7 separate regions of the Mus musculus genome follow, and regions 1, 2, 3, 5, 6 and 7 are each linked to region 4. Evidence: chromatin contacts called from public HiChIP or PLAC-seq, capture Hi-C and promoter capture Hi-C data. All regions are on one chromosome and are shown on one strand. The core of a region is the stretch at or near the end of the contact, and the rest is flanking DNA. Distances in the headings are between cores, read along the strand shown.

Region 1 (3,029 bases), core at 294-2,793, 260 kb after region 4:
AGCAGCAGGTAGAGAGGAAAAAGGACCTGGAGGAAGCAGGCAGCACTGTTCTCTGACTGTAAGCCTGGGAGATTTTCCTTTCTGATCATTGCAGTACAGTACAGAGATTAAGGATTCAAGATCTGCAGCCAGGGGTTCAGTTCATATGACTTTAGTCAAGTTACTTAATGTAAGACAGAGGTTTGCCACATAGAGATGTCTTCCCTGTGGAGCTGCTAAGAACAGAAAAAACAGAAAGCTGGCTAACGTGGACAAGCAGAGCAGTGCCTGGTGCACACAGAGCACTTGATGAACTTAGTGTCTGCGGTCAGTCAGCTAGCTATTAGCTAATTCATCTGACACAGCTGGAGGGAAGGGGAGATGAGGTGCAGCCTGTCACTTCCTGTCACCCTCTGTCACTCCTACTCACAGCTCTGGTCTGGAGTCAGACCTGAGTTCACAGTGCTTCATGCTAAATTTCCATTTGTCTATCTGAACAAAGCTCCCTGTCAAGAGGTGGGTATGAGGGTTGGGATGTAGCTTGATCAGCAGAGTGCTTTCCTAGCTTGCATAAAGCCTTAGACCTGAGCCCCAACCACCACATAACCAGGCATGGATGTATATATACACTTGTAACTCCAGCACTTAGGAGGTAGAGGCAGAAAGATCAGAAGTTCAAAATCATCCCTGGCTACATAGTGAGTTCAAGACCATTCTAGGCTGCATGTCTCAATAAAATGATATAAAATAAAATAATAAAATGAGGGGGCTGTGAATAGTTGACGCTGCACATGGCACAGGGCAGGGTCTGGTGCTGACACTCTTCAGGGCTTTGCTCATCTTCTACGCCACAACTGGTCCATACCCAGCTCCTCTTTGTCTAGGGGGCCTTGAGTAATTTCCTACTCTTCACAGTTAAAGAAATCCAAATAAAACCTGTGGTTATGTTCCAGACAAGAAAACAAAGGCTTAGAGGGGAAACTACCTGTAAAAACAGCAGAGGCAGGCCTGAAATCCAGTCTCCTCTTCTCTTCCCTTTCTCTGTGCCCCCAGTTCCATCAGTCCCCACGGACCCCAGAGGGTCCTACCAGGTGGGAGTAGAGTCAGGTGCCAGCCAGAACCCCCTACCACCTAGAGATAGAGTTAAACCCTAGATAGAGTCTGCTGCCCAGTTTTCCCTCCTTTAGGGCTTTTTCCTGAAACCCCAGTCTGTTGCCTCCTTTGGCTTTCCTCATCCTACAGGAAGACTTGGCATTCATTTGGCTGAACCCACAGTAGCTGAGCGTCAGGTTTGGAGATCTGAGGAGGACTCAGAGCTCACATGGTCAGGAAGGGCAGACCTGAGTGGGCAGAAAGGGACGAAGGCTTCCCTAGCAGGAGGCTCTGGGTCTAAACAAGATCATCTCATCTCGTTGGAGCCTCAGTACTTGCTAGTTAGGTCAGCACTATGATCTGCAGCATATATCGGGGAAGCCAAGACTTGAAGCAATGACGTCATCTGCTCGGGGTCTCAAAGGCAACAATATTCAAATTAGGGATTTCCCCTCTGGCTCCAGGCTCCACCTCTAGACACACCCTGCTACAGGCTCCTCTCTGCTGTGGCCCTTCCGTTGAATCTGTCACCCCCTTCTTGGGATGCTCGCTGAAAAGAGGAAGGTCCCCCACATTTCTGAGGCCTGCCCACCTGCTCTTTCTTCTTTCTGGGGCGGCAGTCTTTCCACAGCTGAGTGAACTCCAGGCCACTCCCCACCCACCCGTCTCCCTGATAATGAATTGCGAGCCTGCGGGCCCAGCTGCAATGCTTTCGTCACCCAATTACCGGAGCTGCTGGCACGATAAATCTTGCTCACACAAACGCAGGCAAATCTGCAGCTATTTTCATGGCCATTACTGTGCATAGGACATTGGGACCCAGGTCATTTGCTTTTCTGACATGGGTTTCCTATCCCCACAACTCTCCATCTTTTCTGTCTTCTTGCATTTCTCATTGGCAGCTACACCCCTCCCCTCCGCATCCCTCAAGCACCTGCACCCCTCCCCCTCTTCCCTGGGTTGTGGGCCAAGATCAGAAGACTCTGTGTGACCTTGGCCAAGTCTTTCCACCTTTCTGGGCTTCAATTTCTTGTAAAATATAAATGATGTCGGTGACTTTACACGTTTGTGGAGATTAGCTCACCCAGGCGTGGCACACGCCTCGCTGGCATTAACAAGGGTGCGTGTCAGCATTCTTTGTTATTTTTAAAACAGCTATGTATTTATCACAATGTGTGTTAGGGAAAAAAATATATAATATCGAGCCTGTATCACTGCTTGGAGACCATGAAATTAGAGATCCAAATAAAGTATGCTAAAGGAAAAATATTAAAAATAAGTCACAGATTTAGCTACTATGGAAGGATTGTGTGGCTGAGAGAAGGGTGAGAGCCTGAAATAACAGCCACACAGAGCTTGCACCCATAAACATCTGTTCTGTTCCCCACCCTGCCCCAGTTCCTGCAGAAGGGAATGCGGGCCTTCAGAGGGAGATGGCCTATCCTGCTGAGAGGCGCCAGCTGATCAGCAACAGGGTATTGGGGAAACTTGGGGCCTTTGTTCTCATGAGAAATGGTTCCTGGGCCTTTACCATACAGAACCCTTGTTTGGTAGTAGGGACAAGGGGTTCCAATGGCAGTGTCTCCCTTGGGGAGCCCCCTCTCCACTTCTCTTTGAAGAAAACCCTGTCGTAGTCAGGCAAGACAGTTGTCATGGCGTTTACCCAGTAGGACTTCCCTTGAGGTTTCAGACTTGTGGACTTGCAGTGAGGGCGCAAAGCCAAGGACAGGAGGTCCTGAGATCACATCTGTAAGGAGAGGCACAGGTTCACACAGAGGACATGACAGAAAAGGATTCAGGGGTGGCCTTGTGTGAAGGACTGTGTGTATGCCCTGGTGGAGGAGAACAGAACTCCCAAGATCCTCGTGGGAGCTGGGCACGCCTGCCAAGATGGGGAACCTCATGTCTTATCATAAAGAAAGCTGACTGAACCTGGGAGTTTTCAGGCCCATCCTAGG
Region 2 (3,146 bases), core at 476-2,975, 440 kb after region 4:
CATCATAAGACAAGTTAGTTAATCTCTTTGGGCCTCAGTTTCACCTATAAAATAGAAATAAAGGTACAACCAAGAGCACTGTGATGGTTTTGGAAGGGATAACAAGAAACGCAGAAAGTAAAATGCAGAGCATCTCAGCCCTTAGACTGAAAAACAAGGTGTCTTTGGCAGGTGTCTCTGCTTGAACCAAAAATAGATGCATTCTGGACTCTACAGTTTCTAGGAACTGCACTTTCATATACACACAAAGCAATGCCTTCCTTCTGCTGAAAACGACGTAAGGCAGAATTCCTAACATAAAAGGGCTAGCAAATGGCTTTTCCTGATTCACGGTTCTTGAAAATCTCAGCTGTAGGTATGTTGCTTAGGCTTGCACCAAAGAAGCCTAGGTCTCGGTTCATGTTACAAACGGAATTTTCTATCTCAGACTTCAGCACCAACAAGTGATGGGCTGCCGACGGTGAGAAAGGCAAAGGAGTTCAGGCCAAGAGTCCTACAACAGACCTTTAAGTTGCCAGCATCATAGATGAAACTTACATAGAAAGACAGAAAACAGCCCCCAGCCAAACCAATCTTTGTCTCCAAAACTTAAATCCCACCCAGCTTTCTTCATCAAGCACCACTAACGTTTATGATTAGTATTATCACCAAAATAGATGGCATTTATCTCATCCTGTGTGGCAAGCTCTGCGCTAAGCATGCATATATATATATATTTTTTTTTTTTTTTTCCCAAGATAGCATGAGAAAGAACTTCACACGAGAGCTCATCCTCAAAACCCACTCTGCTCTCAAGTCTGCAAAGCTCCCCCTGAGCCTGGGATATCCCACACCTCATTCTCTCCAGCCCTGGAAGACACATCCCTCCTAGACCGCGCGACCCCAAGCCCTCTGCCCAACACTGAAACAAGCGCTGCTGGGATCCTCCAGGGCCCCTCCCCCTCCACGCACCAACTTCAACATGCCCCTAACTTGTTCCAGGAATTGTTTCCTTCCAAACTTCTGACTTACGCAAGGCGCGGGGTCCCCTCACTGCCCCTCCAAATTCAACACGCGTACAGTTCGCTCCAAAGTTCAACCTTCACCAACACATACTGCGCCTGGGCAGAACCCGGTCGCGACCCCAGCAGAACTCTCCACACCCGCGGCAGCAGAGCCCGGGACCCTCCACCCCGCTCACCAGGCCAGACCCGGCGGCTGGGCCTGGCTGAAGCCCACAGGGGCGAGGGGAGGCTCCACCTGGCTCCGCGAGCGGCTCCGGCTCCGGCCTGGGCCCCGAGGCAGCCGCGCCCCCGTCCCGGCGCGGGCGGCAGGGTTCTGGCTGTCCACGACGGGCGCGCTCGCCCATCAGCTCCGCGGCGGCCTGGCCGTCGTCGCGCGCCCGACGGCGGGCCCAGCCCGAACCGCGGGGACGGCAGCGACGGCAGCCCGGGCCCGCCGCGCGCGAGGCGCAGCCTCGGCACCGCGAGTGGCTGCACGGCAGGGCCGCCACTTCCCCCGGGGTCTCCAGGCACCCGGTGCAGCCCGACTCCTCCGGCCGTGGCGCTGACCGCAACACTAACAACGCGGGGCTGGAGGCCGGGCCCGGAGCCCCGGCTTTCGCTGCCGCCATCTCGTCACAGCGGCCCCTCCGGCCCCGCCGACTCAGAGCTGCCGCGGCCGCAGCGGAAGAAGCCCGAGTGCTCGGACCTGCCGCCGCCATCTTGTTTCCCGTTTGAAGGGAGAGTCGGTTGCGGTGGGAGAGGAGTAGAGGGCGGGGCAGTGCGCGGCGGACAGCTATCTGCATATTCATGAGGGGGCGGGAACCTAGTCCGCCTGGGGATATTTCTCCTAGGGCCTTTCGCTTAGCAGGAGGAGACTGCTTATTAATATTTAATGATTATTCTTTATATATCTGGTCTTTCAGCCCGCCCTCCTGTTTTTGTAGTTTCTAGCACTGAATCTTGAGAGACTGAAAGAATTTATTTGGAATTTTTGAGCGACCCTGAACTTTATAAAATGAACTATAAATATGAGCTATCCAGAAACTTGTCGAAGTACTTCATTTGGTAAGGGCTTTCTCCTCGGGGCCATAGCAGCTTGTTGTGATTAGCATGAGGCCTATCATGACCAAAAGTCTTGAGTGATTGTTGAAATAACAACCTGACCAGCCCTCATTTCAGCCCCTCTCTCTCCACATCCCTTTATGAAGTCCCCTCCCTTGGCTGGGGCAAAAAAAAAAAGCATACTTTATTACACAAACCCTGCTCCTCAGATTACTTCTGTGTTTGATACTTAAATGTAGATACTCTTGTGTAAGCTTGTGCCTTTTCTTTTCTCAGTCTATATGACTCCCTGGTCTCCTCTTTTCTTCCCCATGAAAGCCCACACTAATATCTGCAGTTCAGAGTTATTGAATTTATCATTATGGATATCTGCATGCTCCGTGCACAAACCTAATGTCTCCATCCTTTCAAAACAGCCCTTATTTCCCACATTCTATTCACAGAACCATCTCAAGGGTCCTCACGCTCCCAGCCCAGGCATCTTTAACTTATAGTCTTGTCATTTTCTGGCCAAAATGGCTCTATTTCCAGCCTGTTCCCACCCACTTCTTCATTCCATAAGCCCACTGCATGATTTCTTTCTCCTCATCTCTTCACCTAGCTGGCAGCTGTGACTTCTGCAAACTGACCTGCCATCACACAACCCCTCTTCCTATAAGCTTTGTCCCATGGATCTTAGAGTTCATTCCTACCGGCCAGCTCTGACCACATCATTCCTGTTTAAGCCAGGGAGAGGTGTTGAGACTTTGCTGTGATTTTCCTTTCTGGATACAGAGGATTTAGGAAAAAGAATGGCTCCCCCTGATGGAAAGATGACTGTACTACAACAAGTCTCGGGGTGTTGCCTATTTATTTATTTATTTGTTTGTTTGTTTGTTTATTATTTTTACCTTAAGGTGCATTTGGACCAAGATGTTATCTTTATGGAAAATCACAGGCTTTGTAAAGACATTATTTTTAAGCAACTGTATGTAGAAGAAAGCATCTAGAAGCTCCAGGTTGTCATGAGAGTGTCCACAGTTGGTGGTAACCGATTCAAAGCAGAGTGATTAATCCAAGTTGGGGTGGGGGGGACTGGAGCCTTAGGATGAGAACCTGGAA
Region 3 (3,108 bases), core at 327-2,826, 350 kb before region 4:
TCTCATATTCTTGACTTTATACAACATGTACTAAGAGATGTAACCACTAGATAGTTGGTTTACCAGCAATCTTATTTTGTTCCTGATTGCCTAAACTTTCAAGATTACCACAACTAATATGTCCTGGAACTAACTCATCCTGTAAGCCAGGCTGGACTCACTCTCAAGAGATCTGCCTGCTTCTGCCTCCCAAGTCCTAGGATTGAAGGTGTGCATCACCGCTGCCCTTTCTAAGGAAAACTGGGGTAGCTCGTTCCTCCTCCTTCAGTTTCTGCAGCTTCAGCTAAGCAACGTGGGGTGCTTTGCCTTGTATGGAAAAGGCTGAGGTGTGATTTGAACTGTATGCCCCCCTTCCCCATTCACTGAAGGCCTCGGTTCTATCTTGAAGGCAGACACAACTTCTAGAAGGATAATCAACTTAGGCAGATCTCTGTGAGTTCAAGGCCAGCCTGGTCTATAGAATACCAGGACAAACAGAGCTGTTACACAGACTAAACAAACGAAAAAAATCCAAGGGTTTCCCACCCCTCTTCTAAGTATGTCAGACTCAGGGTTGCGCTGTGAGGGCTTCACAGTCTGGGTTGGCCCACAAAAGCTGGGGCAGAGGGCAGTTGGGGCACACCTGGTTCCAGGCAGGCATGTTCTCCATCCAGTGACTGTTTCAGGGGATTACAAAACCCTACTTACCACCCTGCCCCATCCAGTTCCTCCCAGCCAAATCCTGCTCCACCTTGTGAGGTAGATCAGTACTGGGGGCTGGAGAGTGAAATATCACTACTAACTGAGCTGAGTGGGTGGTGTCGCCCTCAGCAGCTGGGGGGATGGCAAGTGATGTAACACGTGTTGCAACATTAGTGAGTACCAGGATGGAGAATGAAGCCAGGCTAGCCTAGGATACCAGGTTGCCTGGCTCAAACTGGGTAACCAGCCGAGCTAAGCATGAATCTTGCCTCATCCTTAACCAAATGACAGGATGCAGAAGAGTCAAGTTCCCCTAAAGAGAAGCTAGTTGTAGTGGCACACCTGCAATCACAGCACCTGGGATGCCAAGGAAGGAGGATTAAGAGTTGGAAGCCAGCCTAGGCTACAAGGCGAGACCTTTTAAAAACTGGAAATAATTGTCTGGGACTCCGACCTGAACTAGCTAGCCGTCCGTCCAGCACAGGGCAGCACGCTTTGGCCAAAGTCCCTTCCTGAAAGTCGTCTTGCTGTGGGTGCCCTCAGGATGAAAGCCCTAGGGATGACTGACACTCACCCCATCGCCCAGACCCCTCGCGTGACAGGGCAGATCCTTTATTCTTGTTTTCGCTGCGGGCAGCTTCCGCCCGACGCTCACCCCGCAGGACCCCGGAGTAGGCGGCGATGAGGGTCTTCATGCTGAAGCCAATGCACGTCACGGCCGTGCAGAAAGCCGCCTCACGCCGCGCCCCTGACCCATGCCCCGGCCGCCGGGGCCAGGGCTTCGCGCTGAGCTCCGGGAGCTGAGGGACAGCGCCCAGGCCGTGGCGGCAGCAGGGCGAGAGCTGAGGTAGGTAGCCGCTGCCACCCTAGATGAGCAGAAAGCCAGCGAAGCGCGGCCACGGCGCCGAGCGCCGCTGCGCGCGCACTTTATAACCTCACAACGGGGCGGGTCGTGACGCTATAGGGCGGGGCAAAAGGGTCCGCCCCGGACTGTGCCATGTTCTTGTAGGGGGTGAGACTCCCGGCGATAAACTATGCACAGAGCCCAGGAAGGCAGCATGGCCTGAACTGTACGGTTCAGAGTCTATAGAATACGGGCAAGGGAGCCGGAGTCCCGGTGTATGAAACTACTCCTGGTTGCCCCAGCGACCGCCTTGTCATTCTCCCAAGCCTCTCTCTCAGACGTTAGTACGGTCCAGCAGCTGGAACGTGGGCAGGGAGTTTGAGCACGTGCGGGACGATCCGGACCGTGCGGGTGCCTGTGTCCCTTTTGGCTGTGCTTTCCTTGGGCAGGCCTAGCCTGCAGTGAGTAGTGTTGGAATTCGTTAGGTTACAGCTGGACCTGACAGTTACCCAAGTGCCGCAGCCTTTCCTTTTACCAGCAAAAAAATAGGAGTGATTGAGTCTTATCAGGAAGGAACCTAGAGCGATGGAGTCTACTACCTGTAATCCTACAATCCTAGCAGCTCGCTCTCTCTCTCCTCTCTCTCTCTCTCTCTCTCTCTCTCTCTCTCTCTCTCTCTCTCTCTCTCTCTCTCTCTCGCCTCTTCTCTCTCCTCTCTCCCCCTTCTCTCCCCTCTCTCCTCTCTCTCTCTCCTCTCTCTCTCTCTCTCTCTCTCTCTCTCTCTCTCTCTCTCTCTCTCTCGCCTCTTCTCTCTCTCTCCCTCCCTCTCCTGTATGTATGCAAGAGTTTGAAGCCAGCCCAGGCTACATAGTGACCCTGTCTCCAAACACCAAAGACAAAGGCAATACTACAAGCATAGTGAGTGATGGACTTCAAGCCCAGTTCCAGACCTCTCTTCCTCTCTTTTCCTCAACTTCAGGGTGTCTTTTGTTTGGCTTGGTTTGCCGGAGGGGGGCAGGGTGTGGGGTTGAGGGTTGTGTGAATGTTGATGTTTTGGTTTTTCTTTTCTTTTCTCTTTTTAGAAATTGGGTTTCTCCTTGTAGCCCTGGCTGTCCTGGCACTATGTAGACTAGGCTGGCCTGAATTTATAGAGATGCACCTTTGTCTGACTCTAGTGCTGAGTGAAAGGCATGTGCCACCACTCGCAGTTTGCAGCTTCAGTTTTCTTTCACATCTGTAAAAACGGGAACACCCGTGATTGTATTGTGAGAGGCTTTGAGAATTGAGGAACTGAGGTATATGGACTAAGCTCACTACAGGCACTGGGACTCATTCCCATTGCCCACAGAGGAAGAGGAGTTCCGCAGAATGAGGGTGTGAGCACAAGCCGAAGGGCAGCATCAGTCAGCATGTCTGGATTGGGGCAGGACCATAGAGACTGTAGTCCTGGCAACGTGGGAGATGGAGACTGCAGTGACATGGGATTAGAAAATCCTCCAGTGTCTCTCTTAAGACTTTGGGGTGGGACTGGGTTCTGGGAGAGCCTTAAAAGAAACGAAAGAGGTAAGATGAATTGTAGGATC
Region 4 (2,828 bases), core at 2-2,501:
GAAGTTACAGACCTTAATCCACTTCCTCTTAGCTCTTACCATTGCCCAGATGTGGACCACCCTGCCTGTCCATTAGCCTCTACCCACCCCTCCCCAATCTGGACATAATTATAGTCATTATCCTGGGATATTATTACCAATTCTATAAACAGCACACTCTATGTAAACAGCATAGGTAACTGCTTCTGAACATAATTACAGGAGATGTTTCCAGACCCCGCAATTGCATCAGAGTAAATGATAGCTTCCTTTCCTATCGTTAATACTCCGATATTAGGGACCTATCAGTGCCAATTAGTCAAACTCCAGCAGTGAGGGGCTGAGGACCTTACATTCCTCCCACTGCCTCAAGATCCCTTCTAGGAGAAAATGGATTCAAACCCTTTCCTACCCCTTCTTAGCCTCTGAACTCTACCCTCCCACTGCACACCGGCTACTTCTCCAGGGGTAGGAAACGTAAGGAAAGTCAAGGTTTCCAAGGATACCAAGAAAGCTGCAGACAGTAGACTCTGCTGGACACCGCTGTGTGCAGGTGTCTGCCCGCAAGAACAAGCAGATTCCTTCAACAATTGAACAGGACATCTGCTGGTCTTAGGACCCAGCCAATAGACCTGAAATGGGCTGAGTGGTGTCCAGAGTCATTACAGGCACCTAAGCTAGGCCTGGGTGCTATATCAATGATGCTAGATGCTACAGGCCACCAGCTAGTTGGCTCTCGGTCCCTTCTTTATCTCCTGTTCTCACTGCTTCCTCTTTCTGCCTGCCCCTCCCCTTTCCACTCTCATCTGCTCTCCAGCATTGCAGTCCGCTGCCCGCCCCCACCCCTTCTTCCTGTCCCTGTTGTGTCGTTGGGTGGTATCTCTCCAGAAGGGCGGGGGTGGGGAGGGTGGAGCAAAGGGCGAAGGCCTGGCTAGGCTTTTGGAATCTTTCGCTGTCCTCACACAGGGGCGCCTCTGAGGCTGGGCCTTGAAGTCTGCGGATTTTCCGCTTGCTTCTATCCGCAGACACAAAGGCCAGTCCTGGCGTGCGCGGGAGAGAGCGCTCGCACCCACGACTGTGAGCACACATACACAACTGCACAAAGACGTGCTACCTCTACACACACACACACACACACACACACACACACACACTCTCTCTCTCTCTCTCTCTCTCTCTCTCTCTCTCTCCACACCCCACCTCCCGACAGGCTCGCGCGCACAGCCGTGCACACGCACCAGCACTGGCACGCGCTTGCGTGCACGCGCTCCCGTGGACCAGCCGCGGCCGGCCACGCAGCCCTCACTCTCTGGGCGCGCACACGCAGAGCCGCGCACGGAGGCATACACGCGCGCTCACACCCGCACGCTCCACGCCCCTGGCGGCGGCCTGGGCGCTGTGCTGCTCGAGCGACGGGCGGGGACCCGGGCGGGGGCGGCGGCGGCGACAGCGGAGGAGGCGGAGCGGGGTAGCCGGGAGCGGGCTGGCCCGCGCTTCTCCTGGCGGCCGGGGATTTTCCAGCCTGGACGCTGACGCCGCGGACCTCCCTGCGGCCGCCGCGGACCATGGGCGACAAAGGGACACGGTGAGTGCGGGTGGCCGCCCTGTCCCACGCGCGCGTGGGGACGACCTGGGCGAGGGCACGGGCGGAGGTTCCAGTCAGCGTCACCCGGGATCTGGCACTCTGTTGTCCTCCCAAGTCTCTTGTGTGGTTCTCTGGCCAGAACCATGTGTACCGAGGCACCCAGGGTGGGCCACCCCATTGGGTTCACGGCTCCTGGCCGAGACGAGCTCACACACCCAGCCCTGGTCGATAGACTTCAGGACGCTCTGGGGCAGGCTGACACACAACACACAAGCTCATAAACACATGAGCACCCTTCTGCAGGCACACACTGACAGTCGTTGCCACACTTCGCATTTGTGACACGACGACGTCACATACGGTCTCTCACGCACACACCAGTCTGTCAACACATTCTTGCTGTCAGTCCTGTTAGCATACACAGGTCCCACTCGAACACGCACCAGCTCTAACAACACCCTCGTGTTGCTACACACATGCGGGCATACACCGACATACGTAGCCTGGCACTTGGGTGCTGCAAAGCACGGTCTAAGCTAGTACGTGCAGTCTGTCAACCCTCTCTGACGTGACACGATGTGGCCACAGGTCTTAGTGACACATCAAGGCTAACCACACACATGCAAGGCATAAAATGCCTGCAGGGACTGACATCCTCAGAGCAGTGGATACACTCACTTCTGACTCCTCATAGCAGGGCCGGGAACACAGGTCACAGAGTGGAAGGCTCTGAGACCTGGAAGGCAGGTCCCCATTCACATGGCTTTCTTCCCCTCTGTCCTCCAAAGCACATAGCTAGGGGCTCCATGTAGCTGAGGGAGGGTGACGGGAACTGTTTTGTAGAGCTTGCCTTGAGAGGAAAGGTTAGGCCCTCGAAATGGAAACTAGGTCAAAGTAGGAGGGCTAGGGAGGGGCAGGGAAGCTCGTGGGGTCAACCCTTATGACCAGACTGGTTCACCTTCCTGGCCCTTGAGAGTCTCCTTGCCATCTTCTCTGGCCCCTCCTCTAGCCTCCCTGCACCTGCCGTTTACCATTGCTTTCCTTATTACTCTTCTGTTTGTGTCCTTCCCTCTGCCTTTACCTCCTTTCTTCTGATATTAATTTATTTATTAAGCCCCTGTTGTATACTAGGCATAGCCTAGGGCATAAGAGATGATCAGAAAGGAAGCATCCCTGCAGTCACATGTTGGGACCCTTAAACAAAATGACTCATTGCCCACTGACAGCTGAGCCTCAGCAGTGAGTGAAAGCAGCTACAGAGGTT
Region 5 (3,045 bases), core at 463-2,962, 340 kb after region 4:
GAGTGCCTGAGACTGGATCAAAAGATAAATACACTGGGCCAGCAAGATGGTCGAGTGGCTGCAAGCACCTGCTGCCAAGCTTGGTGACTTGAATTTGATCCCTGAGACTCACATGATAGAAGAAGGGAACCATCTCCTGAAAAACTGTCCTCTGACACCTGCATGTGCGCGTGCGCGCGCGCGCACACACACACACACACACACACAAGAAATTGACTCAGGAATCGGTGCTTTGGATTGAAGGGCAGCTGTGGAATGATACTGCCTTGTTGGGAAGATTGTATACAAGGCATACATGGGGAGAAAAACTGAGGCTAGATGCACTGGCAAGGGCTTGATTATCAAGGGCTTTGAGAGTTGAGCTTAGTCCTCTAGACAGAAGAGGCGTGGAAGGCTTTTAACCAGGGAATCTCAGAGAGGAGGGGTTTTCCATGGGAGGGGAATGAAGCTTGAGATGGGGAGTGAAGGGGATTGAGAGAGTGATCTGGGAAGAGATGGGAATCACAGGGGCAGGGATGAGGCTGGGGATACCCAGAGACAGTTCTAGAAGGGGTGTGTCAATGAGTTTGTTTCAATGAGTTGGAGGATAGCGTCCATCAAAGCATCTAATAAGATCCTTGCCTTAGAAGAAAGTGTATTCTGCTAGGAATGCCTTGGTATAAACAGGCCAAAAGGCCTGATAAATGCCCAGCTTCATTAAGGACAAAAACATGGGGGTCACTCACAGCCACCTATAACACCAGTACACAGTTTTATGTCCATCAAATATTGGCAAGTATGAAAGATGCTAACCACAGCCAGCCCTGCGTAGTCAAGGGAGACTCTCGGTGAAAGTCAAATATAAGAAAGTTGTGTGAGTCCTTAAAGGAAATTTGGCAATGTCTCTTAAAATTTAAGATGAGGCTGGAGATCTGGCTCAGCTGTTAAGAGTATTTGCTGCTCTTGCAGAGGACCTGGGTTCAATTTCTAGCACCCATGGGGGCCACTCACAGCCACCTGTAACTCCAGTTCCAGAGGATCCAGTGACCTCTTCTCACTTTCATTGGCTTCTGCACATACTTACTGCACACAGTGTCACACAGGAACATATACATATAATAAATAAGTAAATAAATAAATCTTTTAAAAGTTGAGATAGTCACTGCCTTTAGTAGTTCTGTTTCTAGGAATATATTCCACAGAAAGAGACTTACCCAAGGGAATTCCCCCAGTCAGTGTCTTATTTGACCTTACTGAGCCTCCTGACTCTCAAGCTCTTGTAGGCTACATAGTACACCAGGTTCACTTAGAAGCTTCTAAGTGATTCTACATTGTGTTCCTGTAGGATTTCAGGAGTCCTACAGTGGAGTTCCCATGGTTGACTCTCTTGCAGGGTTGTCCACTAGCCAAGAGTCACCCTGGGTGCTGGACAGAAACTCTCATTGGGTAAATGCAGGGATCACCCTTGTTTGGAAATCTCATCAACACAGGAACCAATGTGCCATTCCATAGGTCTATATTACAGAATACCCATGAAGGACATGTCTGATTCTAGGAGTCACCACTTAAAGAGAAGCACCCCCTTCGGGCATTTATAATTTATACCTTCTCCTGGTCCAGACATAATTTTCCACTCTGCAGTCATTTTTACCACAAGCAATAGTTGCCTAGTAACACAGTTACCATAGCATGTGCTTTAGGTTACCAGGGAAACAGGCCTAGAAAGTGAATCTAAGATCCAGTTGTCATGCAAGAAGGAGTCCTTGATTACCTCCCTCCCACATAGGTTACACACTACCAACAGGAAAAGCGAGTGCATGTCTATACTAGAAAGATAACTAAGATGCTGGACAAGTTTAACCTGGAATAATCTTCACATCAAACTGTGAAAGGAGAAAAGCCACTGTACAGCATGTATTCTGTTTTTATAAGAAGAAAACTGTATTTCAATACATACATGAGAAAAATATTAGGTATATACATAAAATTTTGAACAGTTGACACTAAATGTTGGGATTAAAGGAACATTTTTCCCCGTGATGTTTGACTATTTGGGGTAAGCATGTTAGCATCTCTAATCAGAGGTTATCTAGGAGTGTGGCTCAGTGGTAGAGAGTTTGCCTAGCATGCACAAGACCCTTAGGTTGGCCCCTGGATTGGGAAGAGAAAATAATATATATCAGTTTTAAATGGACAGGCCTTCCATTTGAACAGACTTAACATTCGAGCCTTAGTTTTCCCAGTTACCAGCCACCTTATTTCAAATAAGTCACTTAGCCTTCCAGAGATGTCATTTCCTCAGTGATAGGATGAATGGATTCTTGTTAGTGAAGTAGCTAGAGGTTTAAATTTTTCTTGGAATCCCCTAGAGATGAAGTAACAGGCAGTTGGAAGCCACCCAGGGTGGACGCTGGGAACTGAACTATACTCTGCAAGAGCAGGGAATTCTCTTAACCTCCAAACCATCTCTCCAACCTTATGGTTAGAGATCTGAGGTCTGCAACATAAAGCATCGCCCACAGCTGGAAGCTCAGTGAATGATCATTAGCATCTTCCTCTGTAAGCCTTTCCAAGCTCAAGATCCTCTCTTATTCTCTTTCTCTCCCCCCCCCCCCGTTTCCATGTAGATGTCTTTCACACATTTCCAGTTCTAAAGGAACTGGAGCTTGCGTTCAATGGCATCAAGATGGTCTACGTGAAATATGGAGACTTCAAGACATTGGAAGTAAGTTGGAGGTAGGAAGTTTTTGATCCTACCTGTTCCCCTGTAAGAATGAGTATAGGCATCTCGACAGATTATGACTTTGGACAAAGGTTCTCTGGGCCTTCACTGCTAGGCTCTTGCTTCTTGCTTCTGGCCTCTGGAGAAGATGGTGGTGATGGTGGTGGTGGTGATGATGATGATGACAATGATAATGATGATGAGGAGGAGGATGGTGGTGGTGATGGTGGTGAAGGTAATAGTGTTAGTGGTACTGATGGCAGACAGGTAATTATGGCCAAGGTGTATGACCCTGGAATGTAAGTGCCAAGGGTCATTCATATTCAGAGGAATCTATAGAAAAG
Region 6 (2,874 bases), core at 124-2,623, 270 kb before region 4:
TAGAGCCAAAAGTGCAGAAGCCAGGATCCAAATCCCTGAGTATGGACTCCAGGCTTCTGCTCTGGGTGCTTAACTTTCCTCATGAAACCACCCCGAGGCATTTATTAGCTCTACTACCCCTCCCCCCCCACCCCCCCACCCCCCGCCCCGACCCAGGGGACTGCAGCCCAGAGACAACCCAAGTCACAAAGAGAGTATCAGAGCCAAAGCAGGTCCATTAGATTCCAAAATCTGTTCAACCCCAAAGTAGAAAAGAAGGCAGAAACACAACCGAGAATCCCCTCAAAGAGGTCTCCCTTTTCCTAGGGAACTGTCTCTCATCCAGCCGCTTACCTCCTCCCTTGGGTCTCTTTCCAGAATCTTCCTTTTTCTCCCTTTCCCCCAGTGCAGCATCTGGGCTGGAGAAGAACCAATTTTATCCTGGGAGAGTAGACTCACTGCTTCCCAGTTGCTTAAAGAAGGAACAGCCAGAGTATGGCTAGGCCGGCCTCTCCCAGGCCGGCCTCTCCCAATCTCATACAACTGGGGAAGCCCTGTACACATAGGCTTAGGTCAAGAACCAGCAACACGGAGCATAAGTACAGCCTGATAGCTGACCAATTAACTGCAGCTCTCCCTTTTAAAGTATCTATTCAGGGGCTGAGTGGTTAAAAACTTGTATTGGTGTTCCAGAGGACCCAAGTCCGGGTCCCAGCATTCACATGGGGGTGGGGTGGGAGCTCATAGTCGCCTGCACAGCACCAGGGAAATCTACTTCTGACCCTCTGGCCTCAGCAGGCACCAGAGCCCATGTGCATATACCCACACACAGACAAAAGCACATAATTAAAAGGTGGCGCACGCCTTTAATCCCAGCACTTGGGAGGCAAAGGCAGGCGGCTTTTCTGAGTTCAAGGCCAGCCTGGTCTACAGACTGAGTTCCAGGACAGCCAAGACTACAGAGAGAAACCCTGTCTCGAAAAAACAAAAGCCAAAAACCAAAAAAAAAAAAAAAAAAGTAAAAAAGATTTTTAAAAGAAGCCAAAGCATCTAGTCTGAAACAGACATTTCATGGAGGCGGGGCGGTCTTACACTTAAAAAATTAGTATTCATTGGTTGGGGCGATTTTACGAAAGAGAGGAGACTCGGTTCTAGGACATGAAGCTGGCAACTCAAGGACAGCAAGTCCTCAGGAGCTTGGGACTTGAACCTATCAAGGACCCAGTTCTGCTGTTGCCTGGGAACAGAGAAGGGAGGAGCTGCCAGAGAGAAGGGAGGAGGGGACAGGGAGAGGGCAACCTCTCAGCTGCGCGCCCTGACGACAGCAGGTGATTTTTTTTTTTTTTTCTGCAGCGCGCATACTCTCAGCATCTTTTCTTGATCACCCCACCTCCCTTGCTGAGCCGCAAAAAAGGGTGGGGCCGCCTCTCTGCAGCAGAAGACGACAGCGGCAGCGGCTGCGGCATCACCGGGGGTATAGATAGAGGCCGTTTTGCTCTCTGCTCTGTCTGGGTTGGAGGTGACCGCTGCCAAGCCTCGCTAGGCGGCCGGCTGAACCAGACGGAAAGGAGATAAAAGCCTGCTTGCGGATCCTTCCCTGCGCCATGGCTTAAGCCCACAGCCTCTTTGCCAAGCATCTCCTTGCTCTGCCGGGGTCTGCTAGACACCGCAGTCGCAGAGAGGGCGCGCCCAGACGCCCTAGGCCTGGACTCTGGGACGCTGAGCCTCGCTCCTATTCTTCACTGCCCACAGCAGCTCCTCTGCAGCAGGCGTTTGCAGCCGGCAATCGAGGGACTTTACGGACTTTATCTCAGCGGTACCTTGTCCCCGGGTGCTCTTTGAGGGTGGAGGACGAGGCAAAGGGCTTCTAAGGGAAGGAAGCGGTGGGAACCACATTGGCGGGTCTGGGTTGGGGTTAAAGGGAGATTGGAGATTTGATTTAGGACCACAAAAAGGCTTTGTGGCTAACATGGCGTGGCCGTGCATCACAAGGGCCTGCTGCATCGCCCGCTTCTGGAACCAGCTGGACAAGGCGGACATTGCGGTGCCGCTGGTTTTCACCAAGTACTCGGAGGCCACCGAACACCCAGGCGCCCCTCCGCAGCCGCCAGCTCCGCTGCAGCCCGCGTTAGCGCCCCCCTCGCGTGCTGTCGCCATAGAGACGCAGCCAGCCCAGGGAGAGTCGGATGCAGTTGCCCGGGCAACAGGGCCTGCGCCCGGGCCCAGCGTCGACCGCGAGACTGTAGCCGCCCCCGGCCGGAGCGGGCTGGGCTTGGGCGCGGCCTCAGCCTCCACTTCCGGCTCAGGCCCCGCGGACTCGGTGATGCGACAGGACTACCGCGCCTGGAAAGTGCAGCGGCCCGAGCCAAGCTGCCGGCCGCGCAGCGAGTACCAGCCGTCCGACGCGCCCTTCGAGCGCGAGACCCAGTACCAGAAGGACTTCCGCGCCTGGCCGCTGCCCCGGCGCGGGGACCATCCCTGGATCCCCAAGCCGGTGCAAATCCCTGCGACTTCGCAGCCTTCCCAACCTGTTCTCGGGGTGCCCAAGCGTCGGCCTCAGAGCCAAGAGCGCGGGCCCATGCAACTTTCTGCTGATGCCCGGGACCCGGAGGGTGCTGGAGGAGCCGGGGTGCTGGCGGCAGGAAAGGCGTCCGGTGTAGACCAGCGCGACACACGTAGGAAGGCAGGGCCAGCATGGATGGTGACTCGCAACGAAGGGCACGAAGAGAAGCCTCTGCCCCCAGCCCAATCCCAGACCCAGGAGGGTGGTCCTGCAGCTGGAAAGGCGTCCGGTGCAGATCAGCGTGACACACGCAGGAAGGCAGGGCCAGCATGGATGGTGACTCGCAGCGAAGGGCACGAAGAGAAGCCTCTGCCCCCAGCCCAATCCCAGAC
Region 7 (2,988 bases), core at 329-2,828, 320 kb after region 4:
TTAGTGTATAGTATATACTATACACTATTATTGGGTCTAGTTCATTGAGCTATGTAAATAACCTTCCTCAAGTCACTTTATATAGTCTCTTTACATTCCACTCCTAAGTAACTTTCTCCAGTCTAACCCTACCTTTCACTAAGTTTACTTAAACCCTTCTAGTAAGCCTACTAAGAAATCTTAAGCACTATCATATTCTTTCCTCAAGAAAGACTTGAGGACCAGACAGATGGCTCAAGGCTTACAAGCCGAGTTTGGTCCCTGGATCCTGCACAAAGCCAGTTCCAGTCCAGGCCAGCTTAGCTACACAGCAAGACCCTGTCTCAAACTTGACTCTAAGGACCCTCCAAAAGACAAGGGGAACTGGGGACGTGGGTCAGTGGTGGAGTGCTGCCTACCATGTAGGAAGCTACACAAATGCGGGATGATCAGGCATCCATCTCTTAAGCCCTAGCCATCTGTTCCACACAGAGGAGTAATAGAGCATTTCGATTAAAATGTTTCAAGAAAAGTGGTTTACTATATGAAAGCACCATGCTTCACCCTCATCACATCAGCTGGGAAGGACAACCCTGGAAGGGGGCCAGAAGGTATGCTGGACTAAACCCCTCATTCTACAGAATAAGGAAGGCAATAAGGAGAACAGGCACATTTTAGGACACAGAGCTAGAGGCAAAACTAATGCCAGGCCCGTTTTTCAGGCAACTGTCTCTTGCAAGTTGCTGTGCAAGGGGCAAGATGGTCAATCCAGGAGCAGCGTTCCTCCCCTGACTCTTTCCTTTAAGCCCTTATGGACAAGGACGTGAAATTCTTTAGAAATTGTGTAGGCAGAGTGGAAAGCAGTCAGCTGGTACAGACAGAAAAGGCCACGCAGGGGAAGAGAAAGGCAGGGAACCCAAGAGGGACAAAGAATCTTAAGGCTTCCTATCAGACCAGCAAGGGAAGTCAACATACGAATATTTCATTATTTGACATATCATGAAAAAATTAAAAGAAACCAAAAAAAAAAAAAAAACCCTTAAAAACTTTAAAGGCCAAGGAACTCTTTGGGCTCTGTAGCAACACGCGAGGATGATGGTGGAAGGGTTTGGGGAATACTGACTTCGAGGAGATTCTTTCAATTTCTTTAGAAGTTCCATTTTCCACGTTGATGTTATGGGCATTTTCAAGAGTGGCCCTCCTAGCACAATAGAAACGTGATCATTATGGTGAAATATTGCCATAATTACGAGAAGCTGCGGTGGCGGTTAGGGACCAGCAGCACTTGCTTAAAGAGACGACTAAAGGGAAGGATTGTTTTCCAACGTGTAGAGAGGGCAAGTTACAAGTGTGCGTTCGTGTGCTACGGAGGAGCGCTCAAGGAGCCACAGAAAATAAGGGGGTGGGGATGGGAAGCTGGGCTCACCAGCTCCTGGGCATTCCCCGGGCTCTAGATTGTCCCCAGGACTAAGCTCCTCACCTTATCCAACAAACCACTGCGGCTGCTGCTTGTCCCGCAGCTGGGGCCGCCGCCAGCCCCACTACTGCCTCCGCCACCGCCGCTTCTCCCACCCTGCGACGCCGACGCTGCCATCTTGTCTCCCTCCGTGTCTCCCTCCCATACGACTTGTCCGAAGCCGATTGGCTGAAGCTGCTCATGTGATAGGCAGCGCAGAGCCCATCGGGATCCGTAGTCTGGTGTGCTGATGAGGGCTGAAAGAGGCCGCGGGGCTTGACGGGACTTGTAGTTAGAATCTGCCGTCGCCGGTTGCCGCCTCCGTTGCTAGCCACATCCTCGCGGTTACTAAGGAGTGGGTGGGGAAGGCTGTGGCAAGCGCCACCGTGGAGCGACTCCGAGATTCCCGTGAGGCTTGCAGGCGTGCACTCCGCCTGACAGGGACATCGCCTCCGCGGGCTCTTCGGAGGCGGAAACGACGCCGAAGGCAGGTGTGGCTGGAAACTTAATTTTGCTTGAATTATGAGTCTTTCCAGCCCCAGATGTTGTGTCCTAAGAAGGGAGGTAGAGCCTGCTCTTCACCCCTTTCTGTCCCTGAAGGTAGAATATCAGCTCGATTATTCTCTCCGAAGTAACCATAATCTCAGCTGTTAGTAATGTTTCCTGTAGAACTATCATTTATTGAGTGCCTACTGTGTGCTAGGCAGTGCCCTACATGCACTTACATCCACCCATTCTGTGTCTGTCTCAGGATAATGCTGTATAGACAAGAAAAGGAATTTTTCAGAAGCCAGAGAGCATAAGTCAGAACACACTTAAAACCAACTTTTTAGTTTTTTAAACTTAAAAGCATGTTTCCAGTTTGACAATGTGATTTTTATAAATATTGAGAGAAAAAAATATTGAGCACCAAAAAAACTTGACACTGAAACTAAGGCATATAAGGAAAATAGACCTGGGATATCTCATAGTAATATCACTTTATGCCATATTACATTGCATTATTTAGTTTTTATACCTACATATTTTCCATATGTGTACAGATGATCCGCCAGATACTGAATTCGCTAGACATTTTGTTTTGTTTTTCTGAGACAGGGTCTCACCATTAGGTCTAGCTGTCCTGAAACTCACTGTGTAGACAAATTGGCTTCAAACTCCCAGAGATCCACCTACCTCTGACTCCTTAGTGCTGGAACCAAAGGTGTATAATACCATGCCCAGCCTCTGAATCGCTTAGCATGTACTCAGTCCTGTTCTACACACTTAGAATATACCTCTGAATGAAAGAGACAAAATGTTCTTGGCAAGGCTATGTTCACATGATCACTAAAGAATAGCAGATTAGATTTCATCCTCGATTAAGCAATTCCTGGCCACTCCAGTTGTAAGGGTCCAAAAATCACTGAAAGAAGACCCCAGGCTCAGAGAGTATACAAAAACAAAGAGCATTTATTCTGCAGAAACACCAGCATGCAGGGGCCAACCATTCTTTGAAATGGTGACCCCAGATAAACGCATGCAGGCCTTCTTATAGAGAACTGAGGGAACTC

What was found. Promoter capture Hi-C pulls out the DNA fragments that hold promoters and counts their contacts. HiChIP or PLAC-seq counts read pairs in DNA pulled down with a chosen protein or histone mark. Capture Hi-C pulls out chosen DNA fragments and counts their contacts.
Region 1: a contact with region 4 is called in an H3K27ac HiChIP or PLAC-seq map of SST interneurons, with 4 times the contacts expected there. The contact joins the enhancer-like site here to the promoter of Arrb1 in region 4. A contact is called at or near these places in 9 of 39 promoter capture datasets (the 3T3-L1 cell line, the HPC-7 cell line, cranial neural crest and 6 more) and 11 of 115 datasets of contacts at active chromatin or transcription factors (SST interneurons, bone marrow-derived macrophages, embryonic basal ganglia and 7 more).
Region 2: a FOXA1 HiChIP or PLAC-seq map of pancreatic cancer cells shows a contact between it and region 4. The contact joins the promoter of Rnf169 here to the promoter of Arrb1 in region 4. A contact is called at or near these places in 2 of 39 promoter capture datasets (the C10 cell line and pre-B cells), 2 of 484 Hi-C or Micro-C datasets (CD4 T cells and embryonic stem cells), 5 of 115 datasets of contacts at active chromatin or transcription factors (bone marrow-derived macrophages, large pre-B cells, memory CD8 T cells and 2 more) and 1 of 9 other capture datasets (adipose tissue).
Region 3: a contact with region 4 is called in an H3K27ac HiChIP or PLAC-seq map of thymic regulatory T cells, with 3 times the contacts expected there. The contact joins the promoter of Dgat2 here to the promoter of Arrb1 in region 4. A contact is called at or near these places in 1 of 484 Hi-C or Micro-C datasets (erythroblasts) and 2 of 115 datasets of contacts at active chromatin or transcription factors (pancreatic cancer cells and thymic regulatory T cells).
Region 5: a promoter capture Hi-C map of hippocampal neurons shows a contact between it and region 4, with 7 times the contacts expected there. The contact joins the enhancer-like site here to the promoter of Arrb1 in region 4. A contact is called at or near these places in 11 of 39 promoter capture datasets (the 3T3-L1 cell line, the HPC-7 cell line, cranial neural crest and 7 more), 5 of 115 datasets of contacts at active chromatin or transcription factors (SST interneurons, differentiating embryonic stem cells, embryonic stem cells and 2 more) and 3 of 9 other capture datasets (adipose tissue, embryonic stem cells and liver).
Region 6: a promoter capture Hi-C map of neural stem cells shows a contact between it and region 4. The contact joins the promoter of Map6 here to the promoter of Arrb1 in region 4. A contact is called at or near these places in 1 of 39 promoter capture datasets (neural stem cells), 1 of 484 Hi-C or Micro-C datasets (embryonic stem cells) and 1 of 9 other capture datasets (adipose tissue).
Region 7: a capture Hi-C map of embryonic stem cells shows a contact between it and region 4, with 2.8 times the contacts expected there. The contact joins the promoter of Spcs2 here to the promoter of Arrb1 in region 4. A contact is called at or near these places in 4 of 39 promoter capture datasets (cranial neural crest, hippocampal neurons, neural stem cells and 1 more), 2 of 484 Hi-C or Micro-C datasets (CD4 T cells and embryonic stem cells), 15 of 115 datasets of contacts at active chromatin or transcription factors (the NIH/3T3 cell line, acute myeloid leukemia, bone marrow-derived dendritic cells and 10 more) and 3 of 9 other capture datasets (adipose tissue, embryonic stem cells and liver).

Annotation. Positions count from the first base shown.
Region 1 is chr7:99,793,943-99,796,971 of GRCm38.p6, forward strand. No RefSeq gene overlaps it. Among named protein-coding and RNA genes, the nearest start is that of Olfr521, 28 kb to the left of the region's middle. Within about 2 kb of position 1,544, at least 86 of the 459 cell types and tissues checked have an H3K27ac peak or open chromatin away from gene starts, as enhancers often do. A contact at or near this core is called in SST interneurons, bone marrow-derived macrophages, embryonic basal ganglia and 2 more, where this site is marked.
Region 2 is chr7:99,978,733-99,981,878 of GRCm38.p6, forward strand. Rnf169 (ring finger protein 169) reads right to left here and starts at 1,726. Exons shown (of 6, transcript NM_175388.3): 1 at 1,240-1,726. The coding sequence starts at 1,702.
Region 3 is chr7:99,181,137-99,184,244 of GRCm38.p6, forward strand. Dgat2 (diacylglycerol O-acyltransferase 2) reads right to left here and starts at 1,577. Exons shown (of 8, transcript NM_026384.3): 1 at 1,256-1,577. The coding sequence starts at 1,376.
Region 4 is chr7:99,534,235-99,537,062 of GRCm38.p6, forward strand. Arrb1 (arrestin, beta 1) reads left to right here and starts at 1,252. Exons shown (of 16, transcript NM_177231.2): 1 at 1,252-1,564. The coding sequence starts at 1,545.
Region 5 is chr7:99,876,764-99,879,808 of GRCm38.p6, forward strand. Xrra1 (X-ray radiation resistance associated 1) reads left to right here. Exons shown (of 19, transcript NM_001164258.1): 7 at 2,607-2,704. The region is part of intron 4 of Gm38405 (a long non-coding RNA gene); the gene reads right to left. Among named protein-coding and RNA genes, the nearest start is that of Xrra1, 19 kb to the left of the region's middle. Within about 2 kb of position 1,713, at least 8 of the 459 cell types and tissues checked have an H3K27ac peak or open chromatin away from gene starts, as enhancers often do. A contact at or near this core is called in hippocampal neurons, where this site is marked.
Region 6 is chr7:99,266,074-99,268,947 of GRCm38.p6, forward strand. Map6 (microtubule-associated protein 6) reads left to right here and starts at 1,374. Exons shown (of 3, transcript NM_001048167.1): 1 at 1,374-2,874. The coding sequence starts at 1,949. It overlaps Gm26705 (predicted gene, 26705), which reads right to left and starts at 1,145. Exons shown (of 4, transcript NR_103487.1): 1 at 1,072-1,145; 2 at 334-398.
Region 7 is chr7:99,857,305-99,860,292 of GRCm38.p6, forward strand. It overlaps Spcs2 (signal peptidase complex subunit 2 homolog (S. cerevisiae)), which reads right to left and starts at 1,579. Exons shown (of 5, transcript NM_025668.3): 1 at 1,460-1,579. The coding sequence starts at 1,573. Xrra1 (X-ray radiation resistance associated 1) reads left to right here and starts at 1,914. Exons shown (of 19, transcript NM_001164258.1): 1 at 1,914-1,926.